2 separate regions of the Sus scrofa genome follow, and region 2 is linked to region 1. A link is a contact called in public promoter capture Hi-C data. All regions are on one chromosome and are shown on one strand. Each heading gives the region's core, a stretch centred on a gene start, on an enhancer-like site or on the middle of the called end of the contact. The rest is flanking DNA. Distances are from core to core; before and after follow the strand shown.

What was found. Promoter capture Hi-C pulls out the DNA fragments that hold promoters and counts their contacts.
Region 2: a promoter capture Hi-C map of liver shows a contact between it and region 1, with 3 times the contacts expected there. The contact joins the promoter of PRRG2 here to the promoter of ALDH16A1 in region 1. A contact is called at or near these places in 3 of 5 promoter capture datasets (fetal liver, fetal skeletal muscle and liver), 6 of 47 Hi-C or Micro-C datasets (embryonic fibroblasts, epiblast stem cells, liver and 1 more) and 2 of 2 datasets of contacts at active chromatin or transcription factors (alveolar macrophages and skeletal muscle).

What each region holds. Positions count from the first base shown.
Region 1 is chr6:54,524,407-54,531,875 of Sscrofa11.1, reverse strand. It overlaps ALDH16A1 (aldehyde dehydrogenase family 16 member A1), which reads right to left and starts at 2,337. Exons shown (of 18, transcript XM_021094740.1): 1 at 2,163-2,337. The coding sequence starts at 2,252. It overlaps PIH1D1 (PIH1 domain containing 1), which reads left to right and starts at 3,119. Exons shown (of 9, transcript NM_001244978.1): 1 at 3,119-3,522; 2 at 3,826-3,892; 3 at 4,264-4,443; 4 at 5,936-5,997; 5 at 6,096-6,177; 6 at 6,565-6,694; 7 at 6,921-6,996; 8 at 7,309-7,452. The coding sequence starts at 3,433.
Region 2 is chr6:54,633,489-54,640,532 of Sscrofa11.1, reverse strand. It overlaps PRRG2 (transmembrane gamma-carboxyglutamic acid protein 2), which reads right to left and starts at 4,553. Exons shown (of 10, transcript XM_021097559.1): 1 at 4,497-4,553; 2 at 3,651-3,729; 3 at 2,886-2,982; 4 at 2,257-2,438; 5 at 2,042-2,081. The coding sequence starts at 2,970. It overlaps NOSIP (nitric oxide synthase-interacting protein), which reads left to right and starts at 4,502. Exons shown (of 9, transcript XM_003127327.5): 1 at 4,502-4,652.

The DNA.
Region 1 (7,469 bases), core at 1,088-3,587:
AGATCGGAAACCATGTACCAGACCCTAAATCTTTGGGTTTTGAAGCAAAAGACCTTTCCTTTAGCCTCCCCTCAGTCTCAAAAGGCTGACTCAAGGAGTTCCTGTTGTGGCTCAGTGGTTAACGAATCTGACTAGGAACCATGAGGTTGCAGGTTCGATCCCTGTCCTCGCTCTGTGGGTTAAGGAGCCGGTGTTGCCGTGAGCTGTGGTGTAGGTCGCAGACGCAGCTCGGATCTGGCATTGCTGTGGCTCTGGCATAGGCTGGCAGCTACAGCTCTGATTAGACGCCTAGCCTGGGAACCTCCATAAGCCACGGGTGCAGCCCTAGAAAAGGCAAAAAAAAAAAGACAAAAAAAAAAAAAAAAAAGGCTGACTCAAGAGTTAACGATTGGGAAATAAAACCAGTTAAAACAGTCTCCATTATGTTATGTCCTACCTTGGCCCACTAACTTCTTACTAATATTTACTTTCTATTATTTATATATTTCTTTTTCTTTTTTTTTTTTTTTAAGGGCCAAACCCACAGCATATGGAAGTTCCCAGGCTAGGGGTTGAATCAGGGCTGTGGCTGTTGGCCACAGCCACAGCCACGCCAGACCTGAGCTGCGTCTGCAACTTACACCACAGCTCATGGCAATGCTGGATCCTTAACCCAGTGAGCGAGGCCAGGGATCGAACCTGAGTCCTCACGGATACTGGCCGGGTTACCACTGAGCCATGACGGGAACTCCTAATACTTTCTAATTATCTTGCACCTAGTGTCCGGTTTTTCACAAATGATCTCTTCCTTGCTAACTGCTTTCTTTTACTCACGGTTACTTTCTAGAGTTATATTGCGCCTAGTGTTTTCTCTTCTAATTCAAGCACTAACACCCCTTCCCTGTAAGCAATCTTCAGTCCACAGAGGTCAAGGAATGATAAGCACGAAGACAACCAGAAACCATCACGGGACCCGCTGATGCCGGCCTTGATGACACTGAAATGATCTATGGGTGCGAGTAACAAGGACCCCTCAATCAATAACCCTGACTCCCGAGCTAAACCTGTAAAACTCCTTGATATCCCCTCTCCAGGCAGGGCATGGTTTTGTGGCATCAGCCTGCTGTGTCCTCCTTTGCGTGGCAAAGCAATAAAGCTCTTTGTTCCCTTCCTTAAAACTGTCTCCGAGGACTTAATTGGGACTTAAATCCGAGGCCACATTTTCAGCCACAGACCCGCGGCCTTGTCCCTGCCCTCTCAACACGCAAACCCTGTCCCTCCTGCGTCTCTGCCTCACTCCCTCCTCTCCATCTCCAGAGCCTACGGCAGGCTCTGGTCTCACCATTATTCCAACCTCCTTCTTTCCCTCCAGGAAAGGCCAAGCTTCTCACGCCCGGGCGCTAGAGGGCCCTGTGCCTTCATGATGGCCCCGTGGGGGAATGCTGAGGGTAGTTACAGAAAATTCGAGGCACCCTACTTTTATAGGGAACCCCAAGAGCGTTCTTGGGGGACCCTGAGGGATCACGGGAGTCTTATGGAAGTCCTGAAGAATACGGAGGGGTCGCGGGAGCCCCATGGGGTTATTCTGAGGGGCTGAAGGTTATTACAGAAAGTTCTGATGTATTCTGGGGTTCTGAGAACTCCCGAGACTATAGGAACCCCACGAGTATTGAGGTGACCCTGAGGAATCACGGCGGCTCCGCGGAGGTTTTGGAGGTCTCTGGTTGATCAAGGGAGCCCCTCCAGGAATTCCGGGGAAACTCGGGAGCCATAGGATGTTCTGAGGAATCAACGGTAAGTCTACACGTGGGTTCTGAGTCCTCGGAAGATCACGGGAGCCCCCCAGGGAATCGCGGGAGGTTATGAGGGGGCCTTGATGAATCACAGGACCCCCTCGGGGGATTCTCGGAAGCACCCTCGGCGAAGCACCACCGTGAATTCTGGACCATGTAACGGGACAGCCACTGGGCCTCATGAGAAGAGACTATCGGGCTGAGGCAGCAACTCTAAGAAGCTCAACAAACCATCCTCCAGGGGTGGGTCCTAAGGAGTGGCGGGAATCGCGGGAGCTGAGAGGGGCGGAGTTACTGAGCTGCCGCGGTGGATCGTGGGAGTCCGCGCGCAAAACTCGGCTCCGAAGACTGGGGAGGGGGATGGGCAGCGCGGGCCGGGCGAGCCCTCACCAGTGCGCATGCGTGGCTCTCCGGCACGGGTCCGTACTCCAGCGTGGTGAAGATCTCGCTGGCGCGGGATCCTGTACACGTCTCGGCCATCGCGCTCCCCCGCCGCTTTCCACCGACTGCAGGGCGCTCTGCCGGAGGAAACCTCGAGGTCCGAAGGGTAGCACCGCCCCCTCCTACCCAAAGGGCGGGGCTATGGGAGATAGAGCGTAACCCCGCCCAGGACCTGGTGACCCCGCCCATGGGTCTGCGCACGGAAGTGTAGTTTGGATCATGCGCAGTCCTCAGAGCGGGGCGAATGGGGAACGAAAGTGTGAGTGACTTCAAATAGTTGTGAGAGCTCCAGCGTCTCGCTATCCTGTTTGTGTTGGATACCGGAATTGCAGTTTTTAGTCCTAAATACATTTTATCGAGAATAGAATCTAGTTCTGGAACGAGGTGGTTGTTCAGAGGTCAAAAGAGAGTCTTAGGATGGACACTGAAATTAATGTTTTTTTTTTTTTTTTTTTGTCTTTTTGCTATTTCTTGGGCCGCGCCCGCGGCATATGGAGGTTCCCAGGCTAGGGGTCAATCGGAGCTGTAGCCACCGGCCTACACCAGAGCCACAGCAACGCGGGATCCAAGCCGCGTCTGCAACCTACACCACAGCTCACGGCAACGCCGGATCCTTAACCCACTGAACAAGGCCAGGGATCAAACCCGCAACCTCATGGTTCCTAGTCGGATTCCTTAACCACTGCGCCACGACGGGAACTCCATGAAATTAATGTTCTTAAAGTGTGACAGATTTGCCCAGCTACTGGCCGGAGTCGGCTATCCGGAAGGAGCCGGAAGCGTGGCTTGAATCCCGCAGGAAGTGTGGCATTTAGTGACTATCAGGACTTTGTATTGATTGGTTGAGATGAGAGGCGTGGCTTCAGCCTTGGACTAGATTGGTCTGTGATTGGTAACGGAATACAGTTGCAGGATTGATGAAGCGTTGGGGTAGTGTGACTTACTCAAGTTCCTGATTACGCAGGGATCAAAAGAGTGGCTGTAGTTTGCACCTTTGGCACGCAGGACTTAGCATCTAGAGACACTGGCTCTTAAGAGATTTGACGACAGTATCTGGTCTGAGTGAAAGTGTCTCGGGCCAGATTCTCAGGTTTTCATACAGAATAGTGGGTGTCGCGATTTGGTTAAGGGCCCAGGAACTAGTCTCAGAGTTCAGATCCCGCCGATGGTTCCCCCACGCCGGGGTTGCTGAGGACGCCAAGGTCTCTCCCCCAGGGCCATGGCCGACTCGACGTTGCTGGTGCCGGAGCTAAACGAAGCAGAGACGATGGGCACGGAGACGACGCCTTTCGAGGAGCTGCTGCTGCAGGTGCGATTGAACGCACTCCTGGGTCCCTGGGGATTCGGGGAATACATATGTGTGTGTGTGTGTGTGTGTGTCCGTCCGTGCGGGAATTGTAGTTGTTTACCTTCAAGTTTGCTAGTCTCTGGAAGACATGGGAGCAAAATTGGGCTTGTTCTTCAGATTCCTCAAGGTAGGAAGGGGCCATAGTATGTCTTATGCCCTGCCTGGCTAGTATTCATAAAAATTGCTCAGTAAACATTTGCGAAACGAATGAGGGGGTTCTGATAGCACAAAGGCCAAACTTGAAAATTGCTTTCCTTCACACAGGCCTCCAAGGAGCTCCAGCAAGCCCAAACAAGCCGACCAGAATCTACACAGATACAACCTCAACCTGGTGAGAAAGACAGAAACGTAAAGAGAAAGAGATAGTGTCCCAGAGAGAGGTGGACCCTGACTGGGGGGCAGGGGACACAGGAAGAGGAGGGAGGGAGGAGAAACAGTAATGGTGGGGTAGAGAGGCTTTGAGCGGGAGGAGTGATGGAGACCCAGAGAGCAGGGAAGGGGCCAAGAGCCAAAGAGAGGCAGGGAGGACAGGTGTGACCAGCGGGACGAAGACTCAAAGGTAGTCAGAAATTCCAGGGCGGGGAGGGGAACAGCCCCAGAGAGTGGAGGACTAATACTCAAGGAGGGCGACAGATCAGAAGAAGGCTGGACCCCGAGATCCAGGCAGCAACAGAGGGTCACGGCCAAACCCATTTGCTCCAGGTTTCTGCATAAAGACCAACTCATCTGAAGGCAAGGTTTTCATCAACATCTGTCACTCTCCCTCCATCCCTCCTCCGGCTGACTTGACTGAGGACGAGCTGCTTCAAATGCTGGAGGAGGACCAAGCCGGGTTCCGCATCCCCATGAGTCTGGGAGAGCCGCATGCCGAACTGGATGCAAGTCAGTGCCTTGAGAGGCCCCAGGAATCTAGTCCTCTTGGTCCTTTCTTCCCAAGGATCCAAGAAGCCAGGGCCTGAGACCCTGGCTTCCCCTTCAGGACCTAGAAACCCGGCCTCCTGATCTGATCCTCTTCCCCGTGGCATATCCCAAGCCTTCTGGCATCCAGCACCTGCACTGGACAGTCCCGGTTCTGGTCACCTGGCCAGGCTGACTCTTCTCCCTGCTCTATCCCAGGGCGAGAGAGGGCTGGGCAGGTGCTCCTTAGCTGATCTCCTGGCTGGAGTCCCCGGGCAGCTCACATGTGTCCCCTGAAGCTTCCTGGGATGAAGCTTTGGCCAGTGCCCTGGGGAGTAGGGACTCATCAAATCCAGAAGCTGCCCTTGAGAAACTCTTAGTCTTGGATGAGGGCAAAGGAGGCAGATGCGATTTCCATACGGTGTGATTCTGTGCCCCGCTGGAGGAGGGTCTTCACTTGCACTGAGGGATCAGGGAAGGCTTCCTGGAGGAGGAGGAGGTGTTGGGTATAAGATCTGAAGGAACCTCAGGAGTTCATCAGGCCAAGACAGAGAAGAGGGTTCTCAGCAGAGGACAGAGGGGTCCAGAGGCTGGAGGGAATGATCGAATTGGATTGGTCAGTAATTCAGTAATTTCTTTCCAGACCAGAAGAAAATTTTTTTTGAGGGCTGCACCCTTGGCATATGGAAGTTCCCAGGCTAGGGGTTGAATTGGAGCTGCACTTGCTGGTCTACACCACAGCCACCAAATCCAATCCACAGCTGCAACCTATACCACAGCTCACAGCAATGCCGGATCCTTAAGCCACTGAGTGGGGGCCAGGGACGGAACCTGCATCCTCGCGGATACTAGTTGGGTTCGTTTCCTCTGAGCCCCAGCAGGAACTCCTACTGGAAGAAATTTAAAGGAATGAGGGGTGTTCTCGTTGTGTTTGGCGGTAACAAACCTGACTAGTATCCATGTGGGTGTGGGTTCCATCCCCAACCTCGCTCACTGGGTTGGAGATCCAGCGCTGCCTTGAGCTGTGGTGTAGGTCGCAGACCCGGCTCGGATCCCTTGGTGCTGTGGCTGTAGTGTAGGCTCCCAGCTGCAGCTCCAATTCGACCCCTAGCCTGGGAACTTCCATATGCCAAGGGTGCAGCTCTAAAATAATAAAAATGAATGAATAAAGAATTAAAAATAAAGGGATGCCCTCATTGGGAAAGTGAGCTTTCTCTCCAGAGGGGAGGGGCAGACCACACCCCCGACCGGTGCTGGGGAGCCCTGGGAGGGCTGTGAGCAGAGGCGGGGCAGGGTCAGCTCCGGACCCGATGGGGAAGGACGGGAGAGGAAGGCAGGAGGCCTGCGCGTGCAGATCTCGGCTTCCTAACCCTCTCCGGGTCTGTGGCTGCTGTCCGGGACTGTGTTTTCCCCAGCTCTGCCGGCCGGTGGGGTTCCCACGGAGGCCTGGGGGTCTCACCCCCTTTCTCTCCCGCAGAAGGCCAGGGTTGTACCGCCTACGACGTAGCTGTCAACAGCGACTTCTACCGGAGGATGCAGGTTGGGGGCGGGGCTGCGGGGGAGGCCTGGGCGGGGGGCCTCTTCCCCCCCCAGGCCTCCCCCATTGCCTTTCTTCTCCCTCCCACCCTCCCTCCTAGAACAGCGATTTCTTGAGAGAGCTGGTGATCACCATCGCCAGGGAGGGCCTTGAGGACAAATACAGCCTGCGACTGAATCCAGGTGGGGGCTGGGGCCTGGGCCTCGGGGAGGAACAGAGCCTGGGGCAGCCCGGGGACAGCCCCTGGGAGAAGTGGGGGGTGGGGGTGGTTAGTGAGGGCGGGGGTCGGATGAGCCCCTGGGCTGTGCCGTTCTGGGAGAGGGAGCCGGAGAGGCCAGGTGCCTTCGGGATTCCAGACGAGGGCCGGATCCCGACCGCTTGAGAGGGCGGGGCGCAGGCTGGGAGGCCTTCCTGTCGCCAGCCTTGGGCTGTGGTCAGCTCCCTGTCATCCTCCGCGGGGTTGGAGCCTCTCTCCTGAAGCTCTGGCCGTGCTAGACCCCTACTCTCCCTAAGGAGGAGGAGGAGCAAAGGAAAGCCTGAGCCCATGGGACCTTTGACCCTTCCTCCAGAGTGGCGCGTTTTGAAGAACAGACCTTTCCTGGGTGCCATCTCCCAGCAAAACATCCGCTCCCAGCAGCGTCCTCGGATCCAGGAGCTGGGGAACCTGTACACACCCGACTCCCCTACACCTGAGGACCGGTGGGCATTTGTTGGGTCCCTGTCATCTGTCTCCCCAACATTCTTTGGAATCTCCCCCGTCCCCCCTCTCCACGGGGATCAGTGTCTTAAGACTCTGTGAACCTAGAGGGAGGAGAAACAGACCTTCCCCTGGGAAGGTGTCCTGAGGCCAAAGGCCGGGAGGGAAGAGAGGGAACAGCCCTAGCGGCTCTCCACCATGGCCATGCCGGGTCTTGTTCCTCCCCAGCCCCGAGAAGCCTCATCTGAACCTTTGGCTGGAGGCCCCTGACCTCCTCTTAGCGGAAATCGACCTCCCCAGACTGGTGAGTGCACCCTCCCCCAGAGCAGGAGGGTGAGGTCTGGAAGGGTTGGGGTCTCAGAGGGGGATTACTCTGTCCCACCTGCCACCTTTTTTTTTTTGGCTGTGCTCACAGCATGCAGCGGTCCTGGGCCAGAAATCAAACCCGAGTCACAGGGGTAGCAATGCTGGATCCTTAAGTGCCAGGCCACCAGGGACCTCCTAGATTAGAGTCTTTAGATATGATATCCCCAGATGCAAGAGTTCTCCCTGGTCCACGATCTTATCGCCCTGTTGCTGGGAAGGGGCGGGTGGGCTGATGGGAGTGCATCCCCAGGATGGAGCTCTTGGGCTGTCGCTGGAGATTGGGGAGAATCGCCTGGTGATGACGGGCCCCCAGCAGCTGTACCATCTGGATGCCTACATCCCCCTGCGGATCAACGGTGATGAGAGCAAGGCAGCCTTCCATCGGAAGAGAAAGGTACCTGCGGGGCTGGG
Region 2 (7,044 bases), core at 3,304-5,803, 110 kb before region 1:
ACCTGAAGTTCCCCAACCAGGGATTGAACCTGAGCCATAGTAGTGACAACCCTGGATCCTTAACCTGCTGAGCCACCAAAGTACTCCAATGTGTGTGGTGTTTTTTTGTTATTGTTGTTGTTTTGTCTCTTTGGGGCCACACCTGAGGCATGTGGAGGTTCCCAGGCTAGGAATCTAATAGGAGCTCCAGCTGCCAGCCTACACCACAGCCACAGCAACACCAGATCCAAGCCGTGTCTGCAACCTACACCACAGCTCACGACAATGCCGGATCCTTAATCCACTGAGTGAGGCCTAGAATTGAACCCGAAACCTCATGGTTCCTAGTCAGACTTATTTCCGCTACACCACAACGGGAACTCCTAGAATGCAGTCCCTTTTACCACCCAGGCCACGGAGAGACAAGACCTCACCAGAAGGTGAGGAAAAATTCATTTATCCAGAGAGGAATTTAGGGGGATTCCCTGTTGTGGCTCAGTGGTAATGAACCTGACTGGTATCCATGAGGATGCGGGTTGGATCCTTCCCTCAGGGGGTTAAGCTGTGGTGTCGGCTGTCGGCTACAGCTCCAATTCCACCCCTAGCCTGGGAGCTTCCATATGCCGTGGGTGTGGCCCTCAAAAGACAGAAGAAAAAGAGAGAGAGAGAGGAATTTAGGGATGTCCCCTCCATAATACTGTTGGTGTCTAGAACCCACGAGGACCCTTGGCTCAGGAGCAGGGCCTTCAGTGATCCACAGCTTCACGCCTGAGGAAACGTCGGGGGGCAGTGGGGGGGGGAGGCATCGGGCAGGACTCTGCCAGGCTTTGCTAGGTCCTGCTGCTGGGGAAACTTCCTTTGGCCCTGGGCCGGGGGACTTTTCTCAAATAGCAAACCCCAGGCTTTTAGCCTTCTTAGTAAAAAGCTGCTGCCCTGAGAAGGGGGGCCCTCCTGAGTCAGACCTGTTTCAGGTGGCTTCAAGGAGCTACCAGGCCTTCCAAGGCCTGTGGCAAAGCAGTTTCCTCCCCTAGCAACCAATGTGAGGAATCCAGCCCAGACTTAGGGCCTGTTGCTAAGGTGCATCCACCCCTGGCAACCAGGCCACAAGGGGGTGGATGTCTGGTGCCTGGAGGGGGGTCCTCCTATGGGCAGGAGGCCTTGGGCTCCTGGCCTGAGCCCGGCTAGGTGTGGTTGCTAGGGAGAAGGCCTCCTTAGCAACCAGGCCAGGCTGGATGGGATTGTGGGAGTGAGGACGCCAGCCAAGTACTGAGTGCCGCGGGCTCCCTTGGTCCGGCCTGGCCAGGCTTTGTTGCTAAGGAGCAGCCTGCCCTTAGCAACAAGGCTGCAGCCACTGATGGGGCTTCAGAACTCAGAGGAGGGATTGAGGGGTGGGCTGATAGGGCAGGTGAAGACAGAAAGGCTTCCACAGACCCGTTGCTAGGGAGCAAGCCCCCTAGCAACCAAGCTGCGGAATTGGCTGGGACTCTGAACTCCAAAGGGGAGCTCAGGTAGGCCAGAGACTCTGAGCCTGAGGCCCCAGGGACTGGAACCTCTCCTGCAACGGTCCCCTTTCCAGGGGATATGGGACCTCCTCTGAATAAGTTGTGGCAGGTTCTATAGTTAGGGCCTCTAGTCTCCAAGGAGGGGACTTCTTTCATAACCATCTCCATGGAGTTCCCGATGTGGTGCAGTGGAAACGAATCCAACTAGGAACCATGAAGTTGTGGGTTTGATCCCTGGCCTTGCTCAGTGGGTTAAGTATCCAGCATTGTCGTGAGCTATGGTGTAGCTTGCAGATGTGGCTCAGATCCTGTGTTGCTGCGGCTGTGGTGTAGGCCGGCGGCTGCAGCTCCAATTGGACCCCTAGCCTGGGAAGCACCATATGCCACAGGTGTGGCCCTACAAAGCAAAAATAAATAAATAAATAAATAACCACCTCCAGGAATTCAGGGAGCATGGAATTTAGAGGGGGCGAGTTTGGGGTGGAAGATGTGGGTTCAGCCTCCACGGGCAGGGGCTGCCTCAGCTGCACAGAGCAAGAGGGCTCCCCTGTCCGACTCACCTCCTTTGCCGTTGTAGATGTAATTCTCCCAAAAGCGCTCCTTGAATGGGCAGGAGTAGAGAAGGCAGAAAGGCAGCATCAGCTGGGAGATTCCACACCCCAATCCAGCCCACCCTGATCTCTGAGGCACAAGGGCAAAGGGAGTTGAGGGGAAGGACCCCCACCCCCAGGTCCTGGAGAAGACAGAGGGGACTCCGGGGACCCCAGGCCCTCACCGTCAGAGTATTATCCTCAAAATATTCCCGTGCCTCTTCCCAGGAACACCTCTCCTCCCAACACTCCCGTTCCAGGTTCCCAGGGGTGAGCAGCTCCAGGTCCCAGTGATTGGCTCGCGGAATCCGGCTATGGCTGCCCAGGAAGCTCTGGGCCTCTGGAGAGTCCAGGAAGACTTCTGGGCCTCAAAGACATAAGGTACAAAAAAAATGGAAGGGGAGTTCCCGTTGTGGCTCAGAGCGTTAAGGACCTGACATCATCTCTGTGAGGATGCAGGGACGATCCCTGGCTTTGCTCAGTGGGTTAAGCATCTGGCGCGGCTGCAAGCTGCAGCATAGGTCACAGAGGCGGCTCAGATCTGGCGTTGCAGTGGCTGTGGCATAGGCCAGTGGCTGCCGCTCCGAGTTGATCCCTAGCCCAGGAACTTCCATATGCCATAGGTGAAGCCATTAAAAAAAAAAAAAGGGACAAAAAAGAGAAAAAAGAAAGAAAAATGGAGGATTCCTAGGACTGGGGACAGGGAGGAACGTGAACTTGAGGGGATAGAGACCCGTGGCTGGGTTCTTCCTGGGTCAGGGGAAGGTGGCTGCCAGTGCCTGGTCTCCGGGTGTTCGTTCCTGCAAACACTCACCTTGGTCGTGCTTCCCGCTGGGTGAGGAGTCCAGGCAGGTGGTTAATCCCAGGTATAGCAGCAGCACAGAGGGGTGGCCCCTCATATTTTGTGGACGCTAGGAACCAGGTGTGGTTAGTTAGACGACAAACACCTCAGGGCCTGGAGAATGAGGCGAGGTCTCTCTGACCCACTCTGTGGTCCACGAATGACGGGAATAATACAGACACTTAGGTAGCCTGTATTCTGGGCCAGACACTGTTTGAGGTCGTTTACCTCTATTCACTCAGTCTCATTTTCACAGCAGTGCTATCATTATCTCCATTTGATAGATGAGAACATTGAGGCACAGAGAGGTCAAAGAATTTGCCCACATTCATACAGGGTGCAATTCAGAGGCAGGATTTCAACAAAGGCAACGTCCCTCCAGGGACCAGAGCTAGGAGCTTATCTTTTTCTCTGCTGTGTCTGCAGTATCCAGCACGGGTTTGGGCACACAGTAGGTGCTCATAAACATGTCCACTGAGGGGCATTCCTGCCTTCCCTGGTAATTTCCATGTACACCCGCCTCTCTCTGTGCTCATTGCCACATCCACCCGCGGAGATCAAAGATGACAGGAGAGGTATAGAGCGGAGGCCTATATCCTTGGGTCCAGGAGGAGGAGGAAGGAGCAGGGGTCCTGGGCTCCTGGGTTTGGAGGCTCCGACTTCTGGATCTCAGAAGAACGGGGAGCCAGATCGCCAGGGTCCCCAAGCCAGGCTCTGCCTCCAAGGGTATTCACTTACCTGCCCAGACTTGTGAACAGTGTCCCCTCCTTCTTAATAGGGGCCTCCTGGGCCAGCTGCGGCCAGCTGTGAAGAGGGGCTGGGGAGAGGGGAGGGGAGAGGAAGGAGGGGTGCCTTACTCTCTATAGTCGGCACAATCCAGGTTTCTGGCCAGAGGGGCGGGGTTTGTGATTACCTGCCTTGGGCGGGACTCAGGTAAGGGACTAAGTATTTAAAGGGACCTTATGATTAAGGGCCACGGTCCAGAGCCTTTAGGAGGGCCAGCCTCTCCGACACAGTGGGGGCACTTAGGGAGTTGGATATGCAGCTTCCCTCCTCCTATCCAATCCCCCCACCCCCACCCCGCCCCAAGAGCCCGCCAGTGAGAGCTGGGAACTAAACATCTAGGGCTCCAGATATCTAGAGATGTCAATACCTAGAAACTGACAGGGAAACTGCCTTAGTGAGAAATGTACGCCTTGGCCCCTGGGGGTGGGAGGTGAGTATGCGGTAATAAATTCCTGTTTCCTGAGGTAATTTGAAAGGCTTTGACTTCCGACTGCTCCAATGCTCCATGTGTAAAGTGGGGACAGTGGAGTTATCCCTTCTCTATTAACTCTTATTTTGCAGCAGAAAAGTGGATGATATCCTTGGGTAAGCCGGCTTTCCAGTCACTGGGCGAAGTGGTTAGTCCTTAGACACAGCCTTAGAGAGACGCGAAGCCTCGGTACCAGCAGGAAATCGCCCGCCCGGGAAACGCCTAGTATATACTAAGCGCGCCCCCTATTTACGCCAGTTTTACTGACCGGAACCTTCGAATTGCCACTCACGTTTCCGGAGGGAGGAAGAGAAGAAGGGAAGACTTACCTAGCCAGAAGAGAGACCTCCGCAACTAGGGGCAGATCTACTTCCTGTCTCTTCCGCCGGCCGGAAGTGTGTAGAGCGGGGAGGGAAAACAGCGCTCCTTTCCGGTGTAGGGGCACAGTTGAAGCCGCTTCGGAGGGAGAAGGCGTTGTTTGTAAGGTGAGTTCCAGGGGGTGGCGGGATGGCGTTACTGCGATCGTCTTCGCGTAGGCTAGAGTCTCGGGGTCCCAAGGGAGAGTGGGACAGGATTTTGAATTTCCGACTTCCCGACAGTCATTAGTGGAACGCTCTAGGCGCTCCAAGTTTGAAGCTGAACTACAAGTCCCAGAAATCTTTGGAGGTACCCAAACCTTCAGTTCTCTGGAGAGTTTTAGTTTCACTACGGACGGATGGGCCGGGGTTCCCGGGGAAAGGAGGGGACTGGTGTTCTAGAGAGTCTAAGACGTGAAAATTGAGGAAGAGCACCCCTTTCCTGCCCTTAGTTTCCCAGATTGTGATGCGGAGGGCGGCGGGGGATATTGTGCAGTCGCCTGTCGCCGCCTCTCTGCACCTTTTTGACAGCCTTCCCTCTCGGAGTTGCTGTAGGGTTTACCATTTTCCTCTATGGAGCTTTGGGGATTGGCTGTCCTGGTTTCATATCCCTACGGGGCTGCTGATGGGGTACGAACTTGGATTTGATGGGTCCTTTACAGCAATTTTCCTTTAATACTGGAAAAAGGTTCAAACATGTAAAAGTGAGAGAGTAACATAAGAATTCCGTAGTTCCCGTCGTGGCTCAGCAGTTAGCCAGCCCGACTAGCATCCACGAGGACGCAGGTTTGATCCCTGGCCTTGCTCAGTGGGTGAAGGATCCAGCGTTGCTGTGAGCTGTGGTATACGGATCGGGCGTGGCTGTGGCGTAGCGACAGCTATAGCACCAGTTCGACCCCCAGCCTGGGAACTTCCATATGTCGCAGGTGCGGCCCTAAAAAAAAAGTTTCATTTGCTTGAATTGGGATCCTTTCGAGTCATGTTATGTCTCTTTTTAAATTGCTTTTAATTTTGAACAGTCTCTCCTCCATCCTACCCAGTTTTTCTCTTAATGCAATTGATTCTTTGAAGAAACTGGGTTAGTTATTCTTTTTTTAATCCCATCATCTGAAACCCTTTTCACTTCTTTGAAATGGTAGTGTCTTTTCCTTTATTCCCCCCCACACACACACACTCTAGGCAGCCGCTCACCTACTTTCTCTGTCTCCATGGATTAACCTAATCTGGATATTTCACATAAATGGAGTCATTTTTTTCTCTGATCACATCCACTGCAGTTGCCACTTGCGTTGCTGCTTGGGCCACAGCTGCGCAGCCCCGCATCCTTAACCCATCCCACTGTGCCACAAGGGATCTTTCTCTGTCTGGGTTTCTTTCACTTAGCATGATATTTTCAAGGTTCACGCATTTTGTAGCATGTATCACTACTTTTTAAGGCTGAATAGTATTCCTTTGTATGAGATATGCCATATTGTTTATCCATTCATCAGTCAGTGGACATTTGTGTTGTTTCCACTTTTTGGCTACACTGCTTGCACTTGTGTACCAGTTTTTGTGTGGACCAATGTTTTCTGTTGGTAGTGGAATTGCTGAATCAAGTGGTAGCTCCATGTTTAACCTTTTGAGGAGCTATCAGACTTTGCCACAGTGGCTACTCCCCATTTTATATTCCCACCTTCAATGTAGGAGGGTTCCAGTGTCTTCATGCTTGTTATTATCTGACTTTTCTTTGGTTTTTAGGGCTGTGCTTGTGGCATATGGAGATTCCCAGGCTAGGGGTCAAATCAGAGCTGTAGCCACCAGCCTACACCACAGCCATAGCATCGAGGGATCTGAGCCACATCTGCGACCTACAGCACAGCTCACAGCAACGCGGGATCCTTAACCCACTGAGCAAGGCCAGGGATCAAACCCTCAAGCTCATGGTTCCTAGTCGGATTCGTTAACCACTGAGCCACGACGGGAACCCCCCCATTATCTGACTTTTTGCTTAGAGTCATCCTCTAGGTGGGAAGTGGTGTTTTTTTTTTTTTTTTTTTTTTTTTTGTCTTTTGTTGTTGGTATTTCTTGGGCCGCTCCCGCGGCATATGGAGGTTCCCAGGCTAGGGGTTGAATCGGAGCTGTAGCCACTGGCCTACGCCAGAGCCACAGCAACGCGGGATCCGAGCCGCGTCTGCAACCTACACCACAGTTCACGGCAACGCCAGATCGTTAACCCACTGAGCAAGGGCAGGGACCGAACCCGTGACCTCATGGTTCCTAGTCGGATTCGTTAACCACTGCGCCACGACGGGAACTCCGGAAGTGGTGTTTTGATTATGGTTTTGATTGACTGCATTTCCTATATGGTTAATGATGTGGAACATTTTTTCATGTGCTTATTAGCCATTTATATATCCTCTTTGGAGAAACATGTATTTCAATCAGTGCACATTTTTATTTATTTATTTGTCTTTTTGTCTTTTAAGGGTCGCACCTGCGGCATATGGAGGTTCCCAGGCTAGGGGTAGAATTGGAGCTG